2 separate regions of the Mus musculus genome follow, and region 1 is linked to region 2. The links are chromatin contacts, called in public Hi-C maps. All regions are on one chromosome and are shown on one strand. The core of a region is the stretch at or near the end of the contact, and the rest is flanking DNA. Distances in the headings are between cores, read along the strand shown.

Region 1 (2,700 bases), core at 107-2,606, 110 kb after region 2:
GGCAGGAGAGTTGGGTGAGAGTGGTAATCTCTGAAGTCTGCACTCAGTGTGGGGGAGGGAATAGTTGATCCACCTAAAGTCAACATTAAGGGAGCAAAGCAGCAAGGGGCACTTTCCTCCAACCTTAACTTTCAATCCCCACCCCCATCCCAGCTCACTCCCACACTTCTCTCCTTGGTCTGCAGGACTGAGCGTCCTTTTCATTAACCTTTTAGCTCCCACCTCCATACACATACTATGTTCCTATACCCTCTAAAGCAGTCAGCAGTCACAGCCCCCGCAGCTGGCAAACCTGCCTCAGCACTTGGGTAGGGGGAGGGACACACCTCCCAGTGCTGCGGGGATGGGGGAATGCGGGTGGGGGTTGTTCACTTGCCCTCGGATCTCTCTCTGCTGTAATAGCTGAGCTGAGCGGCAGAGACCAGGCATGCGCAGCATCTTAGGGCGCATTGTGATGGGAACTGCTTTTCTGAGTCTCTTCACAAAGACTCAAGAGTAACCACTAACCACCCCTCAAGACCCTTCATCTTTAAGACGCACATACAGATGTAGAGACACTGCAGACTTTTAAAAACAGGAAACTGGTTGCAGCTTGAAAGTCTGGTCCACGTGAGGATTGGTGTATTTCTGTTGATCCCATCTCCGGTGTTGACATACGCCGGCGCCTAGGCTTTGCAGTCCAGAGCTGCAGTTTGCAGTGGAGCTAAGCGGTGTGCGGCTTTAATTCCACGTCAGATCAACTTTGATCAATATCCCCCTACCGGCCCAATTGGAAGAACCCAATTCACCGGAGCTGAGCCTTTGAGGCTTTTAGCTCTTTTCTTCTTCCCCACTCTTTAGATCCACCATCTTCGAGGGCGGGGGAACCCTTTGGTTTTCTTTATAATTTCTTTCTTATTTCTTTATCTCGTCCCTGTTTTGTTTTGTTTTGTTTTTTTACGATTTTGGTTTTGCTCCGGTTTTAATTCTCTCTGTTTCTGTCTCCCTGTGTCTCTATCTCTGTGCCGGTCTCTGTCTCTGCCTGTCTCTCTGTCTGTTCTCTCTCTCTCTCTCTCTCTCTCTCTCTCTCTCTCTCTCTCTTCCTTTCTCTCTCTCTCTCTCTCTCTCTCTCTCTCTCTCTCTCTCTCTCTCTCTCTCTCTCTCAGAAATCGCTTTGGGGAACCCAGCTTGCAGCCAATGAACCCGCCTTCCAGATTGGTGTGAAGACAGAAGTGAGGTGGGGGGGCGTGGAGGGGGTGTGAGAGAGATCCTGGGAGGGGGGAGAGGAAGAGAGGAGAGAGGAAGAGAGGAGAGGGAGAGAGAGAGGAAGAGAGAAGAGAGAGAGAGAAGAGGAGGAGGCGGCGGCGGAGGAGGATTAGTGTGGGGTGGAAAGGAAGAGTGAGCGAGCGAGAGCAAGTTGAGGGGAGGGGGTGTAAGAGCCGGCGAATTCTTTTTCTTTTTCTATTATTATTTTGACGACTCCCGAGTTGCGCCCATGCTCTTGTCAGCTTCGTTTTAGGCGTAGCACAGCCAGGCAGAAGAAAATGGGGCAAAGCGTGCTCCGGGCGGTCTTCTTTTTAGTCCTGGGGCTTTTGGGTCATTCTCACGGAGGATTCCCCAACACCATCAGCATAGGTAAGCTCCCCAGAGCCAGCCAGAGGGGGCCAGGCTCTTCTGCATTTGAAACCCACTACCCTAGTGGGGCTGGGGGTATCGCAACATGAGTCCCTGTCCTGCATGGTTTGGGGACGGTGTCTAGGGATGGGGGACTGAGCTGAGATATTGGAGACCTGAGCTGCAAAGAACTGACGAGTATGGGGAGCATCCAAGATGAGGGAAGGGGTCTCCCGGGGCTAATGCGGGTGGACGGCCAGGTTTTCTGACCGAGGAGCAAGGGAGTCAAGCTGGAGGTTGGGATGCTGCAAGAGGCTAAGAGTCGCGGCTTTTCAGCTCGCTATTCTGGACTTTGCCAGGGCATGCTTGCAGCCACTGGAAGTTGTCCCAGGGTGATACTGCCTGTCTGGCCGCGCCAGGACGCATAACCTGGGCCCAGGTCGCCCCGTCCCGCGTCTCAGGCTTCAGTGAGACAGGACAGTGTTAGAAGAAAAGGAACCCACTTTGAAACCCCCAGACCAAGGAAGTAGCTGTGTGGATGGAGGATGGGGTGGGAAGTGGGGGTGATACAAGGAGTCGGGCAAGCAGGGAAGTCACGCAGACCAAGCATTCATGAATTGCGGCTGTGTCTGTCTGGAGACCAGCTCCAGTAGCCGGAAGGGAGTTCTCCCCGCCTCTGCCTGTATTTGCAAGTAGAGAAGTTAGAATTGTTGCTTTTACTGAACTGACCCCCTGTATTGTCATAGGGGATGATTGGGACAGCAAGGGGAACGAAATTGTTTTTCTTCCCACCCTATCCCCTGTACCCCAGGAGGGAAAATGAACCAGCTGTGTGGCTAAGGGTGGGGGTGGGGTTGGAGTCAGGGTTCGGGGCCAGACTCAAGCTTAAGAAAGAACCAAGTCCCACTTTTAGCTCCTTCATCCTTCCCCTACAGCAGCCTCCTCTTTCTCCCGTCTTTTTAGTTTCCTCCGTGTACAAAACCCAGGTTTTTCACAGTGGAAAGCAGAGTTTCCAAGTCTTGAAAGACACACAGGTTGAAAAAAATCATTCCTCAGTTGAGCTTCCCAGAAACACTGAGGTAGCCTGGTAGCTCCTGTTTGTTACTT
Region 2 (2,700 bases), core at 95-2,594:
CAACTGCTTTAGTAATGAGTCTAGAGGTTTCTTACAGAAAGTAGGAATAGATCCAGCATTTGATCCAGTATACGTTTAAGCATATACTCCTGAATATATGCTTAAAAGACTTCATATGTCACTACAAAGATACTCAGACATCCATGTTCATTGCCTCTCTGTCAACAACAACTACAAAATCGAATCAACCTAGATGTCAATCAACTGATGAGTATATAATAAAAACATAGTAGTACATACATACAATGGAATAATACTAAACTGTGAACAAAATTGAAATCATGAGATTTGAAGGTAAATAGATGGAATTGAGGGAAACAATTATAATGAGTGAGTTCATTCAAATGCAGAATTTTCTCTCTAATGGAAGGTTCCTAGCTTCAAATCTTCTTCTGCTTTGTCTGTTTAACATGGAGTACAGGTAAACACTCAGCAACTAGAATATGCCTAAAGTGAAAGGAGAGCAGTAGTGTGTTGAATGCAGAAGTGCTCGACAAAATAGTACAGTGATGGGGATAGGGAAATGAGAGGCCCCAGGAAAACTTACCCAAAATGAAGCACACTTGCAAAACTTGCAAAGAGTATTTGAAAACCTGTGATATTCCTATCTAATTTTAAAAATATAAATAGTAGAGATGACAGTAGAATATTTGTGACTTGCAAAAACAGGGAGAGAATACTAGGAGCTAAAGTTTGAGTGGGAATGTGGACATAATAAACAAAGGTAGGTGTGGTTTAACCAAAACTAAGGATGAATAAAAATGCCTTATGAAATCCCACTAGTTTAACAGAGCATAGATAGAGGCTGAGAGATCAGTTTTATCTCTCAGTGGCTCTTTGCAATGACAGCTTGCTCTTGTTTTATAGATACAATAACTTCTCAAATGAGCTAAGAAAGTGAATTGGAATTTCTTCAAGTCATTACCTGTTTCATTCATTAACTATTTCTCAAGCCTAAACTATTTATTGTTCAAATTAATCGCCCTCTATTAAATAGGGAATTCTGTCTGTAAATCTGGTGATTTAAAAAAAAATTCATGCATACCTAGAAGCAAATTGCAAATTAACTAGCATCAATAAACTCATACTGCAATAACCATATTGGTTGTTGTGGGAAGCCTTTCCCATCTTGGAAAAGAGGAATCTAAAGAAAGATGGTGGTCATTACATGATCTAAACAGCTGCTCAACGGACCATTTGTGGTTTTAAATCTACTATTTTTCTCCCTTTAACAACCTCTCTTTCACCAGTTCCCTTTTTCGGACCTCTGCTGCTATGACTTGTAAAGCTGACTATGTTCTGCTGGTGCAGAAATTACCAGAAGGTAGAAGGAAAGAAAGAATGGCAAAGAAGGAACTTGCTAGTGAAAGGAGGAAGTAGTACTTCCCACTTGCTAATCTGAGGGTGTCAGAATATGGAGAGAAAACAGTGCCTGAAATAACTGAAATAAATGTGGTCAGAAAGCCTAAGTACAAGCCACTACATGGCCAATTACTAGTTATAACCTTGAGAAAATTATTTAACATATTTGAGATCTTTTTCTTTTAAGGCAACAACCACACTATTGTTTTCTTCATGAAATTGTAATGGGAACGTAGATTAAAAATATTTCTCAAAAAATACTCATACACAGGCTGGCAAGATTGCTCAGCAAGTAGAGGCACTGACTGCCAAGTATAATTACCTGAGTTCAATTTTATGAGTTTATATAGTAGAAGAGAATGGTTTCCAGAAGTTGTCCTCTGACATCCATATATGTCACCCCCAACACATAAATAAATATATTTCATTTAAAAAATTTAAGTGTATGTATAATACATTTTAATTCCTTAACTCATTTACTTTTCTCACTCATTATTGAAATGTAGTTTAAAACTAAATACTTGACACTCTAGGCTGGGTATATATAACAAGAATAGTCAGCCAGTCCTCACATGTTGTATAGTCTTGTTGGCCTTCATGGGACTTAACCATGCAGGCTTTCCATATCAATCTAGATCAGACCGGAAATGACATGTTTTATTCTGAGTTATGTTTCTCAGCAGCATTTTATGTGGTTCAGTTTTCCTTGGGGGGAAAATACATAATGACAGTCAAGTACTCAAGGTTTCTATTCATCAAATCAGAATGCATGGCATACTCTTTACCAAATCTTCTATATTCATTTTTGTCTGATCAATATAATTGTTGCTATATTTAAATTTATCTTGATAGTATCCTCAAAATTCATCATCTATTTAAATGAATAAAATACTGGATCTCTTCACCATTTTGAGACCCAACTCATTCTTATGGTGAAAGGAAGCATAAGATTATAAATAATATTTCTTTATTTTTTTCAATACATACATAAATATAGACTATAGCTTAAAAGGGAAAGAGAAATACATCAATCCTCTTGCTGGGAAAGTAGGGGTTCTTCGTCCTTCCTAATGTACCCTTCCATAGAAGGACCTGTATTAGCATATCTATTTTAGTCTGACTTTTGTTGCTGTGATAAAATACCTGACCAAAAAACAAAAAGCAAAAACAAAACTTATGTGTTTATTTCCACTAGCTAGTCCAGGTTATAGCCTGTAGGAGAGTTAAGTCAAAAACTTCAAATATCTAGTCAAGTCACATACACAGTCATGAGCACATAAGAAAATGAATGCATACATGTTCACTTGCATGCAATCACCCTTTTAAAAAAAAGCTTTC

The links. Hi-C and Micro-C count contacts between places; a contact is called where the count stands out from the background.
Region 1: a contact with region 2 is called in a Hi-C map of the HPC-5 cell line, with 4 times the contacts expected there. The contact joins the promoter of Gria3 here to the enhancer-like site in region 2. A contact is called at or near these places in 2 of 39 promoter capture datasets (liver and pre-B cells), 2 of 484 Hi-C or Micro-C datasets (the HPC-5 cell line and myeloid progenitors) and 1 of 9 other capture datasets (adipose tissue).

Annotation. Positions count from the first base shown.
Region 1 is chrX:41,400,042-41,402,741 of GRCm38.p6, forward strand. Gria3 (glutamate receptor, ionotropic, AMPA3 (alpha 3)) reads left to right here and starts at 1,357. Exons shown (of 16, transcript NM_016886.5): 1 at 1,357-1,614. The coding sequence starts at 1,524.
Region 2 is chrX:41,289,982-41,292,681 of GRCm38.p6, forward strand. No RefSeq gene overlaps it. Among named protein-coding and RNA genes, the nearest start is that of Gria3, 110 kb to the right of the region's middle. Within about 2 kb of position 1,345, at least 8 of the 459 cell types and tissues checked have an H3K27ac peak or open chromatin away from gene starts, as enhancers often do. A contact at or near this core is called in the HPC-5 cell line and pre-B cells, where this site is marked.